Regions from separate parts of the Mus musculus genome. Here regions 1 and 3 are each linked to region 2. The links are chromatin contacts, called in public HiChIP or PLAC-seq and promoter capture Hi-C maps. All regions are on one chromosome and are shown on one strand. Each heading gives the region's core, a stretch centred on a gene start, on an enhancer-like site or on the middle of the called end of the contact. The rest is flanking DNA. Distances are from core to core; before and after follow the strand shown. Region 1 holds the start of 4930512H18Rik (a long non-coding RNA gene). Region 2 holds the start of Aadat (aminoadipate aminotransferase). Region 3 overlaps Palld (palladin, cytoskeletal associated protein).

What was found. Promoter capture Hi-C pulls out the DNA fragments that hold promoters and counts their contacts. HiChIP or PLAC-seq counts read pairs in DNA pulled down with a chosen protein or histone mark.
Region 1: a promoter capture Hi-C map of hippocampal neurons shows a contact between it and region 2, with 6 times the contacts expected there. The contact joins the promoter of 4930512H18Rik here to the promoter of Aadat in region 2. A contact is called at or near these places in 4 of 39 promoter capture datasets (the HPC-7 cell line, embryonic stem cells, hippocampal neurons and 1 more).
Region 3: a contact with region 2 is called in an H3K27ac HiChIP or PLAC-seq map of embryonic stem cells, with 5 times the contacts expected there. The contact joins the enhancer-like site here to the promoter of Aadat in region 2. A contact is called at or near these places in 8 of 39 promoter capture datasets (the C10 cell line, cranial neural crest, frontonasal cranial neural crest and 5 more), 1 of 15 datasets of contacts at CTCF or cohesin (embryonic stem cells), 4 of 484 Hi-C or Micro-C datasets (the C2C12 cell line, the G1E-ER4 cell line, the N1E-115 cell line and 1 more), 3 of 115 datasets of contacts at active chromatin or transcription factors (embryonic stem cells and stem cell-derived neural progenitor cells) and 1 of 9 other capture datasets (adipose tissue).

Annotation. Positions count from the first base shown.
Region 1 is chr8:61,909,540-61,912,239 of GRCm38.p6, reverse strand. It overlaps 4930512H18Rik (a long non-coding RNA gene), which reads right to left and starts at 1,435. Exons shown (of 3, transcript XR_870457.3): 1 at 1,291-1,435; 2 at 1-2.
Region 2 is chr8:60,504,841-60,507,540 of GRCm38.p6, reverse strand. It overlaps Aadat (aminoadipate aminotransferase), which reads right to left and starts at 1,417. Exons shown (of 13, transcript NM_011834.2): 1 at 1,262-1,417; 2 at 284-452. The coding sequence starts at 1,328.
Region 3 is chr8:61,531,587-61,534,286 of GRCm38.p6, reverse strand. Palld (palladin, cytoskeletal associated protein) reads left to right here. Exons shown (of 22, transcript NM_001293772.2): 15 at 712-933; 16 at 2,226-2,375. Among named protein-coding and RNA genes, the nearest start is that of Cbr4, 45 kb to the right of the region's middle. Within about 2 kb of position 1,261, at least 10 of the 459 cell types and tissues checked have an H3K27ac peak or open chromatin away from gene starts, as enhancers often do. A contact at or near this core is called in the N1E-115 cell line and embryonic stem cells, where this site is marked.

The DNA.
Region 1 (2,700 bases), core at 186-2,685, 1.4 Mb before region 2:
GTCTGGGATAGGAATGCGATAGGGGTACATTATGTAAAACTCCCAAACAATAAAAATGTTGGAAATTTTTTAAAAAGAAAAAATATATACAAATGACTAATACGTTTTCATGATGTAAATGAATGATTGACATGTCTTCATTTCACATATACTTATTAAGCAATGTTTAGGTCTGCAGCAATCCAGGGATTAAAAAGCACAAAGCCATTTATTAATGTGAAAATGTAATGAAATAAATAGGACATGTGAAATACCACTAGGAAGTGGGATAGCTTGAGAGGCAGAGATATGCACAGTTCTGAGTGAAAAGCCAGCTTAGTCTACATAGAGATTCCAGGCCACTTAGGGCTACATAGTGAAACCCTATCCCTAAATAAATAAATAAAAGATAGATGGATGGATGGAGAGAAAGAGAGAGAGAACGAGAGAGAGAAAGGATAGAAAAATAGGGTTAGTTCTCAAAAATCCAGCAAGACTGCTAAGTAAGAAAGAGAAGAAAGCAGGAAACTCAACAGCTATTGTGTATCTGCTATGGGTTATGCTTGGTGATAACCATATTATGAGGATACGAGCAGACTGCTGCACTTAGATAATGTACATACTACTAGGAAAAGTGTTACAAAGATTCTTACCGGAAAAGAATGTACCCGCAAGAAAGAGATTAAACCCATGTGGTAAGAACAGAACAGGCTTGCAAAATCCTAAAGTCTAAATATGCAAAGCACTGGAGTAGAGCAAGGTTTGGTGTGCCCGGGGAAGGAAGACTGTGCAGTATAAAGGATACTCTACAGTAGCCACATTTCTAGCTTTGAGTAAGTCAGCATAGTGACTGTACAGCAAGCCAATGTAAAAGGATAACGGCAAGTTGCAGAAAGATGGCAGAATATCATCAAAGTAGGAACACAAACCATCCAGCACAAATGAACTAGGGAATCCCCTATAAAGCAAACAGCTGGCAGTCCCAACAGAAAGAGTCTCCAGGCAGAGTGTCCACTGCGGTGATCTTCCAAATGAAAATAACAAATAACAACAGATAGAGCTCATATCCTTTAACTGGCTGCTCATAGCATGTAGCAGATAATAGCCGGAGTTCCCAGTTGAACTTTGTCTCCATGGCTGAGCCTCCAAAGGCTAAATGTCCTAAGTTGAACTTCCCGTTTTTCCTACATGCTGCGATAGCCTTTTGATTTTTAGATCTTTAAATTTTATCCATGTTTGTGTAGGCTTGTTTGTCTGTATATTCACTGTGTGTGTGCAGTGCCTAAAGAAGTCAGAAGTGGGTGCCAGAACCTTTGCAAATGGAGTTAAAGTTGTTTGTGAGCGTTTTGGTATTGATGGCAGGAATGAAACTGGGTCCTCTGCAGGTCCAGCAAATGCTCCTAACTGCTGAGTCATCTCTCCATTCCTTGCTGGTTCTGTAATTTCATGCAACAAACAATTTTAACATGAGTTAGAAACAGTTTACTTTCTAGATCTCCTAAAGGCACAACATTTTTATTGGTTAGACTTTTTTTCCCTCCCTATCCCAGAATTAGAGGGACTAGCTCGACCACAGACAAGGGGTCCCTGGAGGATACTTTGAGATGAACATACTTGGCTTTGAAAAGTGGAGTGAGCACACCTTTACTAGCAGGTTCACCTTCTCAGTCTACACCATACACACCAATTTGGCAGATTATAGTGATATACAATCTTGGGAATTAAGAATAAAAACAAAAATGTAAGGGCTGGAAGTTTACACAGCAGTTGAGAAAACTTGCTACTCTTCCAGAGGACTGGGATTCTGCTCCCAGTACCAACATCAGGTGGTTCACAACCAGCTGTATTGCCAGCTCCAGGAGGATACAGTGCCCCTAGCCTCCACAGATACCTGCACTTAAATGAACAGACCCCACACAGAGAGAGAGAGAGAGAGACACACACACACAAAGACATACACATAATTTAAAATAATTTTTAAACTTTACTTTAAAAACATAAAAGTGTAAATCATCGGGAATAACAAATATCTCAAAGCACCAACTAGAACAAATAAAATCAGATGTCACAAATCTTTAAAGAATATTTCCAGATAAACCATAAACTGCCTTAAAAGGGATTGTGCCTGTAGGTTGCCTATCAGATCTCTGCCCTTACAAGGGCAGGAAAGGAGATTGCAGTAGAGAGAAGGGGAGAGACTTCAATCCAGATAACAAGTGCACTGAAGGACAATTAATGAGAGATCCAGTGTATTGTTCAAAGGCAGAAAGCAATCCACAGGAAGACTTCTCTGTAAGTATGCAACCAGGGTTGGAAGAGGAAATGGAGATTTCAGAGCTGGAAGTCAGCTAGCTGGCTTAGACTAAAATAGTAACGCAGCAGAATTGCAAGACATATACTTGAACCCCTGAAGATCTGTATCACATACAAGAGGTCTTCTAACCCCACCGGGTGGAATGTGCTGCTTTCTCTACTTTCTTAGTCTGACCAAAAGATAGACAGCTTCACTGTAGGTCTCTGCCCAAGGACGCACTTCAACAATCCCAAAATGTGACTTACAAGCACCAGTTCACATACACACACACACACACACACACACACACACACAGAGAGAGAGAGAGAGAGAGAGAGAGAGAGAGAGAGAGAGAGAGAGGGAGAGAGAGACTCACTCACATCCCCATTCCTCACTTGGGAGTGCAGATCCTAGACATACACAAGAGG
Region 2 (2,700 bases), core at 168-2,667:
TTCCCACTGTGATGCTCTTCCCACTGTTCTTTTCAGTATCATACTCAGCTCAAATGGGACTTCCTTGTAGATGTTTCTCTGGCTCTCCCAGTCACTTAAGGTTGAAAGCTCATCACTGGGGTGTGTGAAGCATTTAGTACTGATTTTGCTTTTAATATTTTAAAGTCTTCTCCCAACTTCCCCAGTCATTGTACACCCCATTAACAAAAGATCTCAGTCACATCATCAATGGCATTTAAAAATGAACCAATAGAATTCTACCGTCTATTGGTCACTTACTTACCCATAGCTTGGAGAGTATTGGAGGGCCCTTTTGATCAAGTCGTCTTCAAACCGGATGGTGCTTCCGTTTTCCACAGTGAAGGCAGCTGACTTAAAGGGGAACATGCTCGGGTTTGGAGATCCAGGAGCCAGGGAGATGAGGGTTTTTGGTGCTTTGCTCAGTATGTCCGCTATGATAAACACAAAAAGAAGAAAAAAAATGTGTCCACCGTCCTGTGGTCTGAACATTAATGTCCCTGACCAAGTCCTATACTCGACTCTAGTACTTGATATGCTATATTAAAGATGGGATTAGATCATTAAAAACTCTGCCGTCAGAAATGGAATTAGTGTTCTTACAGAAGAGACCGAGCTGCAGCGAGAAGCATCATTTATTTGGATTTGTCCTCACTGGGTACCTGATGTTGGGCATGGCAGTCTCCAGAGCCGACAGAACATTCTTGCTGTTTATTAAATTACCACTCCTCTCCTCTAGTCTGACAAAGCAGCATACTGGGCTAAGACTGAATGCTAGTCTGAAATAAATACAAAGTAAATTTTTCTAGACTTTCTCACTGGGGGAGGAATCCAAGAATGCAGATGGCGAAGAAAAATGGAGAGGGCCCCAGCAGCAGAAGGCCTTTTTCCCTGTTGCCCAATACCTGTGTGTGTCCCAACTCCACCTCTGGGTCCCATTCCCCAGTCCTTTAAGAGCCTTTCTCTACAGCTGGCTTGAAAGATGTGCCTCATGCTTGGCCCTTTGGCTCATCTCCAACACCTCAGCAAAAATACTCACTGCCTTGCCTTGCCTTCCAAGCCAAGCTCTTAGTGAACAAAAGTTAAATAACTCCTCCTTCACTAATGCTCACAGGTTGTCTTCACACTTGAATGAATGGGCACAAACCCTAGCGGTGAGCGCCAAAACAGGGCACCATGCAGAGCTTCCGCTAAGAAAACTCCACTCTTGCAGAGCAGGGAGGGCTCTGGCTTTGTTTTTCACCTGTAGTTCTGATGGGAGATGGCTTTCTGGCCAGGCTCGTTGCAGTGAGGAACCGTGAGTAATTCATGTCTCTGCTGGTCGCGTGGAGCAGGATTCAGAAAGCCAGTCACTCGGGATGCACTGTTAGCTGTCCCTGTGTAGTGCCACCCAATCTGCCTGCCTACCGGCTGCGGTAGGTGTCTGAGATCTAAATAGACCCGGGTCAGGAGGCAGAAGGGACAAAGTCCATCCACAGAGGGGCAGTGGCTGACCCGGGTGCCCTCTCCCGCCCCGCCGGCCGGCCTATGGCAGCTGACCACAGGCAGCCCAAGTCACTGGTCAGGGATGGGCTTGGAGAGACGAAAACCGCTAGGCCCTGCTGTGATGCACGATAACAACAGGGATCGGTGCCCGAATTCACATAAACGCAGCGTGGATTCTTGACCTTGCTGCTCAGAGTCTCGCAACTGCTCAGAGCCTCGCAGCACAGCTTTGCTATTGGCCAGCCCCCCAAACCCTCCCCTTCAGATCTTTGAAATGAGCCTCTGGAAGCTGATGGTATCTCAGGATCCTGGTCCTTTAGTACCCTCTGGTGGTAGTTTTATTCCATTGCAGCAGGCATTATAATAGGTGCTTAGCCTTGTTTCTCAGTATCAAGGTGTCTGTCTCTCTGTCTCTCCCTGTCTCTCTCTATCTCTCTGTCCCTTTCTGTCTCTCTTTCCCTTCCCTCTCTCACCCCCACCCCCCAAATCTTCAAGGGGACCCAGATGAATTCAGGTAACTTTACAAAGTAGAAGCCCGGTAGAGTAAGTGGGGATAGTTACTCCCAACCCCAAATTTGAAGACTAAATCTGCAGTCTCCTCGATTCTCAGCCTCTTCTCCCACTGAGTTCCAAAGCTTCCACTGTGTAAGTGCTCGGTTGAAAGTGTGTTGGGTATGGTGAAGATAAAGCGATTATCGAGTATGAAATTACCTGGTTGATGACCATACAAAGAGAAACTGTCTTAAGTTCACAGTTATTTAAAGGAGGGAGCGGTGAATGAATCGCTCAAGGAGTACTTTTGGAAGCTGAGGTGCCTGGGCCATATAGTGAGTGAATTCCAAAATTAATAAAGAACAGCTGAAAACTCAGGGTTCAAGCTTGTCCCTGGGAACAGGACATCTCATGACGTTTGAGGTGTCAGCTTTATTTGACCACTGTAGCTTAAACTAGCTGTGTCAGGCAAGGACTTTGCATCCAAGAGGATGGTCCTCGGGCTGGCAAGAGGGGCTTTGGAGTTATAACCATTCTGACTCTAAAAATAATACGTGCCACAGATAGCCTGACTTCTCAGTGTTGGAGGCCAGCCTCTTCCTGCACTCGTACACTCTGAAGACAGAGCACGAGGCATAGACTCTAAGACCATCAAATCATGAAATAAAGATTCTTTAAAAAAAAAAAAGCTTGCTGCGTTTTCTA
Region 3 (2,700 bases), core at 12-2,511, 1.0 Mb before region 2:
TATGCCTGGGAATATCTTGTGCTCATGATAATTTGCAGGCAGGAAGCTTCAGGCTCCGCCCTAAACACTGACATGTAATGTTAGAGCCTTGCTGTTGCTTCTGTGTGTGAGTGAAATGTGCTAGCAATCTTGCTTTTGCTTAAGAGATGGGCTGCCGATCAAGGGGGGAGCCCGTATGCTATATGTGTATTGTGTAAAGTAAATGGAGAAAAACGTGGTGCTGACTTCCCCCTTCTTCATTTGAGAAAATTCTGTGCACCACTGAAGTTGCTCGCCCGTGCACAGATAGCCTTCTGGAGGGACGTAGCACCCACATGGTTTTTACCCACAGTGTCTGCTTCCTAGGAGTGTAGAGTAGATAGCCTTCCCTTCTTATTTTCAACTGTTCCTCCCCACCCCTTCCAAGAAAAGTAGTCGGTGTTTGCTTGCTTATTTATTTGTGTGGCTTTTGTTTGTTTGTTTTATTTTGAGAATAGGACTTTAAGATGATTTTAAATATCACACAAACTCAACTCCAGATGCTTTCTGCTAGCCTATGAAATTGTATTGAGCCCGGATCATGATTCACTGAAAAAAAAAAAAAAAAAAAAAAAAAAAACTGCACCCCTCCCCCCACCTCCCTGCGTTCCCCTCCCCCCACCCTCCCGCGGTTTGTTAGCAAGGGAGGTGTGTCTCAGGAGATGCTGACTCGGACCTCTGTGTCTGGCCCAGGAGTACAAAGTCTCTAGCTGCGAGCAGAGGCTGATTAGCGAGATTGAGTACCGGCTGGAGCGCTCCCCTGTGGATGAGTCGGGAGACGAGGTGCAGGATCCAGATGTGCCTGTGGAGAACGCAACAGCTCCCTTCTTTGAGATGAAGCTGAAACACTACAAGATCTTTGAGGGGATGCCGGTGACTTTCACGTGTCGAGTGGCTGGGAATCCAAAGCCAAAGGTAAGCCAAAAAATGAAAAAATAAATCACTTTTTAAGGACTGATATAAGGAAAAAAAGCAATGGAGGAGGGAGAAATCCTCTAGTTACACTTTTGTTTCATCAGAAATAATCAAATCACTAAAAATGTATGACTAGGAGAGATCATGCCTTATAATTTAATTTTAGAGCCAAAAGTTAATCTAATTCTGGTGATTACTGCATAACACAGTTTTCATATCTTGGATCTGACTTTAAAAAAAAAAAATGGAGTTAGAAAACCAGGTGCGGTGGCTCACACCCTTAATCTCGGCACTCGGGAGCAAAGGCAGACAGATCTCTGTGAGGTCAAGGCCAGCCTCATCTACATAGTGAATTTTGAGCCAGCCAGGGGCTCATAGTGAAACCCTGCCTCAAGCGAAAAAGGGGGAGTTAGAAAAACTATGGCAGTAAGAGTCTAATATTCAGGACTAAATGTGTCCAGTCTTTTCCCAGTGGGAGGAAATGGACGGAAGGTTTTTCACTAATATTTAGGTGAACACACTCAGCAACGAGTTCTATCGTGCTCATTCCTTCCCTGCGTTCTTTCCCCCTCCAGCTGGTTCTGTCTCCTAGCTAGACACCTTTAATATTACACCTGTCCCATTACCTTATAAAACTTGGAACTTTAGAAAAAGCTTTTCCGTTTTCTGGGGAGACATTTGACAGAGCACACAAGGAGGTCAGAGGACAACCCATGGGAGTCACTTCTCTCCTGCCACATGGGTTCTAAAGATGGAAGGCACCCTCGCCCTAGCCCTTTCAGATTCAAATGCTTTGGAGTTGGATTAGTATGTCAGTTTGTGTTCTCAAATTTCGTGTATATCTATTTTAAAGAAGAAATTATTTTAAAACATAAGGGGTTAAAGTAGGCTTCTGTCAACAATCAGGCAGCTCCCCCGACCCCGCTTTTGGTTACAAGAAGAAAATGACAGTGGGAAACCATGTGGTTTGAAAGGGAATCCTAACCAGCAGCACTTACTGCACCCTCGTCACGTGGCTCACAGCCCAACTCCAGCTCCAAGAGACCCGGTGCCTGGTTCCAGCCTCTACAAGTGCGCACACACGCACGCACACACGCACGCAGCACACACAACTTTTAAAAACTAAAAGGAAGTTGAATTTTGCTGTTCCTGCTTGTGTTGCTCACAATTCAGTCTCCTGCGAAGATGCTGGTTTGCCGGGTTTTCACAGTGCCCTCTGCAGACTGGGCACTGTTATAGCAGCTGACGGGGAAGAGCGCATTCTCAGTCTGCCTCCTTGTTTCCTTCCACAGATCTATTGGTTTAAAGATGGGAAGCAGATTTCTCCGAAGAGCGATCACTACACCATTCAGAGAGACCTTGATGGGACCTGCTCTCTCCACACCACGGCCTCTACCCTAGACGACGATGGGAACTACACCATCATGGCTGCCAACCCTCAGGTGAAAACAGATGGAGGCTGGGCTCTGGTGGTATTGGGGTTGCCAGCCTTTGATTAGGCACAGGAACTGCTTAATTAAAAGGCGAAGTTGTACTTTTTTTTTTAACCTATAAAACTGTTTTCCACATCTTGTATCCACCTCTCTCTCGATGATAGAAACTTTCTTTGCTTTGCAAGCATTTATTCCATCACGAATTCCTATAGGAAGGATCCTGGCACACCCATGCATTCCTTACACAAATGCTTCCAAGGGTCTCTCATGTGATCTCCTCTTATTAGAGTTATGGAGTTGCAGCGGAGGGTGGACACAGTTTAGAGACAGAAAA